2 separate regions of the Drosophila melanogaster genome follow, and region 1 is linked to region 2. A link is a contact called in public Hi-C data. All regions are on one chromosome and are shown on one strand. The core of a region is the stretch at or near the end of the contact, and the rest is flanking DNA. Distances in the headings are between cores, read along the strand shown.

Region 1 (5,094 bases), core at 1,644-4,143, 39 kb before region 2:
CGGAGCTCCCAAGCCCAAGTTGCCACCACCGACGCCGTCGCCCACGGCCTCGCCCACTGCTCCACCATATGTCCTGCCCAATACCCCGAGTCCCGATCCGCGAGAAGAATGCCCAGGATCCTGTATCGTCAGCCTGCTCAGCTTCACTTGCTTCAGTAAGTACTCATTGGATTCTTTCTTAGGATAATAGATTAATATAAAGTTCCCCCAGAAAACGCCGAGATGACTGACTTGTTCCGCTGCAAGCGTTCCGGCCAGATTTGCTGTGCGCCCAAGAGCAAGATCCTTGAGAAGCAGCAGTTCCAGACGCGCAACGACACCGCCTACTACCCGGCACCGCCGCCACCGCCCATTGGTCCACCACAGGCATATCCCCCACAGACACCACCCTACTCCTACATGAACAATCCACCGCCACAGGGACCTCCACCCCAGATGGCGCCTCACCACCCCAATCCCTACCAGCCACCGCCACCGGCGCCCAACTACGCAGATTACTATCCAGTTTCCGGACCGGGACTACCTCCACAACCTCAGCCACCGATGACCACGCCTCCGACGACAACTACAACCACCACGACTCCACGGCCACATGTCTACTCCAAGTATGTGTGTGGTGTGAAGGGAACTCTGCGAACGGGAAGATCCCAGGCTCTATCTTTCGTCTCCTACGCCCGTGCCAAGTACGGAGTACAGAGAACAGCTCGCCAGATGACCTCCGCCGCCGGATACTCTCCCAACTTCAACAAATCCAATGAGAGATTGGTCCTAGGATCCGCCATTGTGCCCATCCAGATTCACAACGACAAACTGGGTGACCTAGTGGAGTCCAGCAGTCTACAGAGCAACCAATTACGTTCGTACCACAATCACCAAGCTCAGGCAGATCAGCCGGATCTGGTCTATCCGGAATACTACCAACAGAGGTCTCTTTACGGACTCCAGTCGAACTTCAGCGGAAGACGAAGGGCACGAGTGGTGGGAGGAGAGGATGGCGAGAATGGAGAGTGGTGCTGGCAGGTGGCTTTGATCAATTCCTTGAATCAATATCTATGTGGAGCTGCTTTAATCGGAACCCAGTGGGTTCTTACCGCAGCCCATTGTGTGACCAAGTAAGTGGTGACTTCTTTAACAAGGAATATATGATTCCTAACGTTATTCCTGTTCCAGCATTGTTCGTTCCGGAGATGCTATCTACGTGCGGGTTGGTGATTACGATCTAACCCGGAAATACGGCAGTCCAGGAGCACAGACATTGCGCGTGGCCACCACCTACATCCATCACAACCACAATAGCCAGACCCTGGACAACGATATTGCTCTCCTGAAGCTCCATGGTCAAGCGGAGCTTCGAGATGGAGTGTGCTTGGTGTGTCTTCCTGCACGAGGAGTCAGCCATGCGGCGGGCAAGCGATGCACGGTGACCGGATACGGATATATGGGTGAAGGTAGCGACTAGATCCTTATGATTACTTTGATAGCTTCTAACTTTTGGTCATCTTTTAAGCTGGTCCCATTCCCCTGCGAGTGCGTGAGGCGGAGATTCCCATTGTGAGCGATACGGAGTGCATACGGAAGGTGAACGCCGTGACGGAGAAGATCTTCATCCTGCCCGCCTCCAGTTTCTGTGCCGGCGGAGAGGAGGGACACGATGCCTGCCAGGGCGATGGAGGTGGTCCACTAGTTTGCCAAGATGATGGGTTCTACGAGCTGGCCGGCCTCGTCTCCTGGGGATTCGGCTGCGGGCGACAGGATGTGCCCGGCGTCTATGTGAAGACGTCCTCGTTCATCGGCTGGATCAACCAGATCATCAGCGTGAATAACTTATAGTGAGGAATCTCGCAAAGGACACACTGACACCATGTGCGGGAGGAACCCCGCTCTTGTGGCGATTTCCAGGACTGACGACTAGCCTGGTGTAGCCTACGATTGTTTCCAGGGGTTCCCGCTCTTCGACTGCTAACGTAACTCCATCCTAGTGTAATCTATTCATACCTAAACCTAACTCTAATGACTCCAAATCCAGAAAGCAACTATATTAACTATTATGATTATCGGTAGCGTAGACGGCAATCTTTAAAAGTATTCCCCTATTTGATAACGCCCTATGGTAAAATGTTTTTGTATATACAAAATAAATACAAAAAATCTTCAGTTATATAAACATTTGAGTATGGATTTGGTTGGGTAAAAAGGGTTTGGTTTAATTAATTTTTTAAATATATGATCATATTTTACAATAAGCTGTTTCTTCGTTTTCCACAAGAAACTGCTTACAAAATTTCAAATATATATTTTTCCTAAAGATATTTAAATATTTTCGAATTTTGGCGGCAAAGGAGAGCAGATTTTTCTTTTCTAGTACGAAAAAATGCAGTTGCATAATGATTCATTTGACATGGGAAAAGGGTTATGCAATCTTATACAACCTATTTTTTTTTTGCTGAAATTTGAATATTCCCAACAGATTTAACGGAATTCTTCACCAAAAAAACATTAAAAGGATCTTTTGGAAAGTCTCTCCGGCATTCCGAATCTTTGAGTGCTTCTCAAGAGGCGGAGCACAAAAACTCACTCAATGTCGCTCAATTGCGAAAAGAGAGAGAGAATGATTGTTCTCTAAGAGAATCTTGAGCATCGGCAGATAAAAAGTAACCCTCAAATCTGGAAACCAATGTCCTACGTTCCTAACCCTCCGAACAATTTGTTTGGTTTTGTTTTTATCCCTGATTTTAACCCTTTTTTTTTTTTTTGCCCCGGCTGATAGAAAACGAAAGCGCCCGGCACTCGGGTGGACTTCGGGTGGCTTCGTTGGCTTCGTTGTCGTCGGCCGGTTCCAAAAGGGTTCCTCAGATGTCCGTTCTGGGATTCGTGCACAGAAGTTCGTCTGGCCTCGAGCTGAGCGGATCGCAGAGATTAGAGAGACTGAAAGTGGCGCGAGTTTCGTTACTGCCGTTACAATCTTCTGTTTAACTCTCCCTAAAGAGTCTTATATACTTATCTAGTGTAGTTAATCGTAGCCTGTAGTACTCTTCCGATCCTCGATCCCTGATCCTAGATCCTAGTTTGCATGCATTTCGTCCTGGTTCTTTGTGTTTGTGCCTGGTATTTGATCGCCTTTCGTGCCAATCGCGTTAATTTAATCCGTCATCGTTTGCCAACGTGTTTTATCGCAATGGAGGCGAGCTCGAATCCCACAACACCCACGACGGCGGTGGCCACCACCACATCCACATCCAGTCCATCGCCAGCTGCCAGCACCAGCAGCAAAGGACACAGCCAATCCGCAACAGCATCTGCATCCGCCTCCGCCACACAGTCACAGCTGCTGACCACCAGTCTGGAAATGCCCAAGACGGAGGATCTGTACAATCTGTCCGTAGCCAGCGGACTATCCGAGGGACAGAGATCGCTCTCGGGCGCTCCGTCGGCCTCCTCCAGTCCCATTATGAGTCCGCAGGGCAAGATCTTTGGAAGGAATGCGAATGGAACAAGTAAGTAGTTTATTATTAACTGATGCTGTAATATGGTGAAAAGGATTTCCAAGGATATTACTGTGCTGTGTTACACTAGTGAACACAGTACAGTTGTGGATAGAAGTAAAAGGTTTTCTATGCTCTCACTTAAAAAATAAACTTTGGTAATCAAAGTACAATTGTAGAAAGGGAACTAATTGTTTTGAAACAAATTAAAAGTTTCTAATAGAAATTCTTTGTGAAGGATGCCTGTTTTCATAATTATAAACTATTTTCTGTCAGTTAATTTCTTTGCGTTCTAAAGGCTTTCAAAATGGTTTATGTTGATGGTAATTGAATATAGTTTTTGTCGTTAAAAATACCAAAAAAAATTTGCTGATACAGGTTCTAATTATCTCCGAAAGCCATGCACATCCTTTCGTCATTGGCTCATGCAGATGTCTTCATTTGTATAAATGTTATTGTGTCCAATCCTGATCCTTCGACCGCAACGAATCCTTTGACAAAGGAATCCTCATCCAGCCACATGCTGCAATTTTCGCGCTCTTTTCGCGAGCTTCCATTGTCTGGCGATGTTATGTAACGGAAAACCGAAGGAGCTTGTCCCTGTCCTTCAAGGACCTCCGTCTATTAACAAAGGAAGCTGAAAGTTACCTTTGCTGGGTAATAATTTAATTTCTTAAAAAATAGCGGACCCTGTTCCGGTTTTCATTTCCTCGGTGCTCGATTGCTTGGGGTGTCTTACTTTGCATATTTGCTCAAGGTCTAGGATTTCTTAAGGCAGCAATGGCAGACTTCATCCAATAGGATCCATGCCAGACCCAGGTAAGATGCCTTTTCCTAGGCAGCCGTTAGATGAACCTCATGATGATAGGTCGCGTCTTAGGGGTGATATGAAAAAACGTTGTAAGGAAACGGAAAAAACTCACCCCAAGCGATGAGGGTAGTAAAATATTTCAATAAATCTCAGTTGGCGGAAGGGGAGGCAACCAACGAGACGCGTTCTCGTTGGAAAAAATGCTCAAGCGCCGAAAGAAAAGATGTCGTCACACAGAGAAAAAAACATATATATATCCAGTTCTTAGTGATTCAATCAACTTATATTATCTAGTTGGTATCACTTAATATAACATAGCATTTCCAATGAGTATCCAGTGTATCTTTTATTTAGATTTATACAAGTACAATGGACATGGCGAAACAGGTCCTATTAAAACCCTCAAATTGGCAAGATTAAGATCGTAATGACCCCGAAAATAATGCACTTAATATTTTGGACAGACATTATTCTTTTCCTGTGCAGGTTATGGTTATGGTTCCTCTGCCGGGGCCATTGGCCATTGGCACGTACGGTCCACGTTATTGCCACCAATGGAATTTTGATCGACAAGAATTTGGTCGTTGAAAAAGTTGGCTTTTAATTTATCGTTGTATATGAGAAATAGTTTCGGTTACTTGCCCATTGCCGATGCCAAGCAGAAAGGGAGGATCGAATGGAGGAGGAGGAGGAGGATTCAGACCCTGGTCCCAGTCCCAAGTCCCAGGTTCCAGGTTCCAGGTTCCGATTCCAGGTCCAACTCTCCAAGTCAAAGTCTGCAAAGTCCGGCGTCTACTTTTT
Region 2 (4,801 bases), core at 1,515-4,014:
ATGTCAACAACAAGAAGTGAGTGGAGGGAAGTGATATTCTCTCAATTATTATTAACGTTCAACAAATTGTAGTGACATCAATCTGCTGCAGGACGTAGTCGCTCCGGTCGCCACCCAGCTGATTGACCTGAGCATCGAGTCACAAGATCTACACCTGAACAATAACAACAGCTTGCTGACGAGCACAGCGGCAACCACCACGCTAGTCACTGCTGATAGTCACGAAAATAAAGGTACCATTGATTTCATTTATTGCTCATAATAGTCCTTTAATATAATCCTGTTTCTACCAACGACAGATATATCGCTGCTGTGAATTGGATGAGGAAACCAAACTGATTGTTTTCTAAACCTAAATCTTGATATAGCTAAATGTGTGTGGAGTCGGAGTATTTATTTATAGGATGAGATCTATATAGGAATGCGAGTGGACAGTGCGACAAATTATGGTTACTAAAAACAGGAAAACGTAAAAGCTTAAAAAAACCTATATATTTAAACGTACACATTATATAGATAGATCTGAATCAGAATCAGAGCGGGAGTAACGATAAGACCGATCCCGAGCAGCTGCAGATAAAAATTAGTTAAGAACTAAGACAAACCCTAAAAGAGAAAGCGTGAGATATGGTGGGGACATCCTCCTCAGAGATCGGGGATCGTTTGCGAAGCAATTTAATATCAAAGAAATCTGTTTGTGAAGTACTACAACTAAGCTAAAAAAAAGAACATTTGATGCAATTTTCGATTCGAATCGTTGCGTTTCGATCTAATATAATTACAAACTCGCTTCAAAAGTTGAAAGTGCATGCTTACATTGAGTATAACTTGAGCCAGAGAGCAGGATAATCGCCTGGGCCGACGCCGAAGCAGCGTATATAATTGAAAATTATATAAAATTAGTAGACAACAAACCCCTAGTATAAACAACAACGCGAGATTCTACGGGGCACCCAGATCGAATTGTGTGTGGACGGGTCCCGAGCAAGCAATAAAAGAATACGAAGACGCGGTATCCACATACCATTAACCCATCCACATTTACAGCGCCTCACTGCTAGGAGGGCATATTCGAACCCCCTCTTTATTTTTTGCCCAACTTTGCACAGTTGTTCTGTAAGTTAAGTTTAATACGTTGAGCCAACGAATCGTGAGGTATTATTTATTTAAACAAAACGAAACAAACGAAAAAAAAAAAACATAGGAAAGAGGAGGAAATAAGGAAATTCAATTGAAATTATTTGCTGATACTGTTCGCAGCTAGTCGAGCAGATACATAGGTAGCCTGTAAACAATAAAACAATTACACGCGGATATATACACCCACTGTAATCACAGATGTCAGTGCTTGATATACACATGCCTAGGTCTAGTGGAACTGGTAGTTCTACCATGTTGTACTATTTGTAGTAGGAGTCCCAAATCTGATTATGCTTATGTCACCCTTTATTATAGGAATGTTCTCTGTATATTATTGCGTCTCTTTTGCGTCTACGTATATATTTTTTGGTAAATGATTTTTTATATATACATATACACATTTATATTTGTAATTTGTATTTATCCATGTGCAAAAATAAATTATGATGATTATTTTTTAAAGAGTCGTCCCCCTCGAAGCATGCATAACAGATTGTAAAAAATGAATCGATTTATATATAATACGAAAATCACACACTACCCACTTGTATCTGAGCGAAAGGGCCTTAACAATTAGTAGGATGCATGATCGATGTATGCAGATCGGTTATAAAAACAGATATAGCAGGCATATTATTCGCATGCGAAAACCGTTAATAGAATAATATATTATAATGGCAATATGTGTATGCAACTAATAAGCCCTAACTTCTAGTTAATTACTGCTTTCCTATGTTATAAACCAAATGGCGATATAATCAAAACAAAAGACAAGCCCACATAAGTTAAATGTGTATGCTACCAACATAACAAACCTTTGAAGATCAAGCTGAATTATGTATTTCTAATATTAAATATATCACAACCCACACATAAAAAAAAAAAAACAAACACGACAAATAGAACAACAAATTATACAAGCAATTCCCCTATTTATTTAGAACCACACTGAAACACTAAAGAAATTCGCTTCTTATCGTAAATCCACAATTGCATAATTTATACGATTAAACAAAATATATATTTATGTGAATAAACTGTAACTAATTCTCAAGGCAATCATCCAAATGCGATTCGCTACTTCTTGGTTTCCAGAAAGTCCCCCAAAAATGTCATGGTCATCTGAATGGAATGCTGCTGCAAGAACCTCTCGATAAGGGGGAACATAGGAAGTTTTCAATGGAACTTTACTCTGGCGAATCTTATCGGATAGTTTGTACACAACCGCAAAAAGTAGCACTAATAGTGGTTGACTTCTATTAAAAGTAAAGCAACAGGTGGATCATGGAAATCATACTGATTCAGATTCATTATCTTTTCAAAACCTATTGAAAACAAAAGTTACTGGTTTAGAAGGCAAATGAACCAGAAATTTTAAATTTATACTTATATAGTGTAAAATTGTTTCCAGTGCTCGATAGTTCCATGTTTTATTATTTGAAAAACAACTGCCGTTAACAAAGCGGTATGACATCATCAATGCCATCATAACAAATCAGCTGCCGCTGATAAGCGCAGCTTGGAGCTTTTATGTTGTACCCAACCTACTAGGTACAAGACTGAGTGTGCTTTACAACACTAAACTGTTGGCGAGCTTTCCTCTGTTTCGCAGCTCGGACCGCCTTTCATAACGTAGTAAGTTTTCGTTGCGAACGGACGTAGCCCAACCAACTTGGCCTTAACCCTTGCGCTCCCTCCGATTTATTCCGCGGCAAACACATTCCAGTGGACAGTGGTGCAGTTCAGCCCAAGACCAACCTACATTTTAGCTCCCTGCAAACCCGTTTCTTCATCAAATAACTATGGCGTCCAACCGTGCAGCGAAGTCTGGTTTTGCCGCCGAGGCCCAGCGCAAAGTAAGTACCAAATAGCAACAACAACCGCACCCCCCACCCAAAAACCGAAGAGCGCCAAACAAAACAACACAATAAACAAATTGCCCAAAAAAAAATCAACTTTTGCACGGGTGTGTGCGTGAGTTTAGAGCTGCATTGACTTTATTTGGCGCTGCGTTGTCAAGATTTTATCTTCGCGCGCCAAATGCCAAAAATTAGCCAAAAATGGTCTTGAAATTGCCAGCGTCTAACAAGGAATGACCTCATTTCGCTGATAAGTCGAACAAGTATTTATGTACATACATATGTATATAGGAATATATACATGCATGTACACACATGTGTAATGCATGCGTAATTCGAAAGCTTGAAGATGATTTAGGTGATTTTGAGGCATTGTCAGTGCGGGTGATTCAAATCGAAGATCGAGAAAACAGTTGGTTATCCATAAATCAAACAATTAGTAGTAGTTAGTAAAGCTCTGGAAATTTCGATATGAATAATATCCCAAGTTCGAACAGTATACATTATAAAGATGAGCTAATATAATCCTAATTAATTGTGCTGCAATAAAAGCAAGTCTGAATACATAGGTGCTACTTGTGGAGTATCCACTGTAGAAGGAAGACCCTTTGGATGATCTCAACCCAACTATTGCAGCATGGTAGCTTCCGCAATGTAAATTGACATTAGTTCCGTCCATTAGCAGCACTTTGCCTCAAATGCACTCATACAAATGCATCGGGCTTTTGTGGGTGGGATGGGGTTGGGGATGGGTTACCCGTACCCTTCGGCCATTTGGCCCTCGTCAAGTCGGGGTTACGCAATTCCAACCGCCCCTGGGCAGCCCCAAGTGAAATTGTATATGTCGCCGGCACAGGGGATTAAGTGCAGTCCGACGAAATCCACAACAAGACAACTACAGTTACAGCATTGCCCAAACAAAAAACGAAACAAATAATCGAGATTTTTCATATCCGAAGTTTTGTATACCCTTGAGGAGCACTTTACCAAGTTGTTGACAAACTGAAATATTTTGTTTTGCTTTAGCTTTGCTTATCTAAAAGTATTTCCACCCGGATTTCATTCTCTTGAGTCAGCCATTTGGCAAAAGGCCTTGTTTATCGGTATTATCTGTACTAGCGCATTTTTAAAACACAGTATGTTTTAAAACACAGTATGAAGTATGTTTTAACGTGGTTTATGGTGATATATCAGGCACTATGGTTATGAAAAATATTATGAGAACTCTGTAGTGTTTATTTATGCCATATCATGTTAAGCTAAAACATTTTGGTACTTGGAATAGGAAGAACCTTGGCATAGGGTATAGAAAAATAAGAGAAATAGAGGCGAGTGCCTGGAGGCGCAGCTGCTGGCGCGACTCCAAGCCGCGATCGAATGGCTCCCCAGGAGCCGAAGGCGATGATGTCATTCCTTCAGCTGTCCCTCCACTGGTGCTCCTCGATCCCTTCGCGATCCATTCAACTCGAAGGCGTTGTTAGTTTGAGCACTTTTGCCGCTCGCTGGGAGTCACTCATATCTTCTGAGGGGGATTCGGGTTCGGGTTTTGAGTTTTTGGGGGTGACAGGAGGTAGAGGCGATAGCAGCACCTTTTCCACCACATGAGCACTTAAAACTGAGTATGTGGCGTAAGCAAACAGCAAAACAAAAGTGAGGCAAAAAGGTATGAAAGCAATATTTTTGTTTGTCTCATGGGTTCTCTACACTCCGTGCTTGCGTGTGTGCTTTTTCCGACTTTTACGACCAGTCACCGACAAATTGGCATGGATCTCAAGTTTCGGCCAGGGAATTCGTAGCCCCTT

The links. Hi-C and Micro-C count contacts between places; a contact is called where the count stands out from the background.
Region 1: a contact with region 2 is called in a Hi-C map of the OSC cell line, with 7 times the contacts expected there. A contact is called at or near these places in 21 of 107 Hi-C or Micro-C datasets (the Clone 8 cell line, the Kc167 cell line, the OSC cell line and 7 more) and 2 of 7 datasets of targeted methods (both in the Kc167 cell line).

Annotation. Positions count from the first base shown.
Region 1 is chr3L:4,158,731-4,163,824 of dm6, reverse strand. nab (nab,) reads left to right here and starts at 2,893. Exons shown (of 6, transcript NM_001274478.1): 1 at 2,893-3,494. The coding sequence starts at 3,176. mas (masquerade) reads left to right here. Exons shown (of 9, transcript NM_079195.3): 6 at 1-155; 7 at 212-1,112; 8 at 1,171-1,448; 9 at 1,508-2,159. The coding sequence ends at 1,830.
Region 2 is chr3L:4,120,351-4,125,151 of dm6, reverse strand. Chd64 (Chd64,) reads left to right here and starts at 2,764. Exons shown (of 3, transcript NM_139603.3): 1 at 2,764-2,996. The coding sequence starts at 2,943. ens (ensconsin) reads left to right here. Exons shown (of 13, transcript NM_001300004.1): 11 at 1-16; 12 at 73-233; 13 at 300-2,245. The coding sequence ends at 316.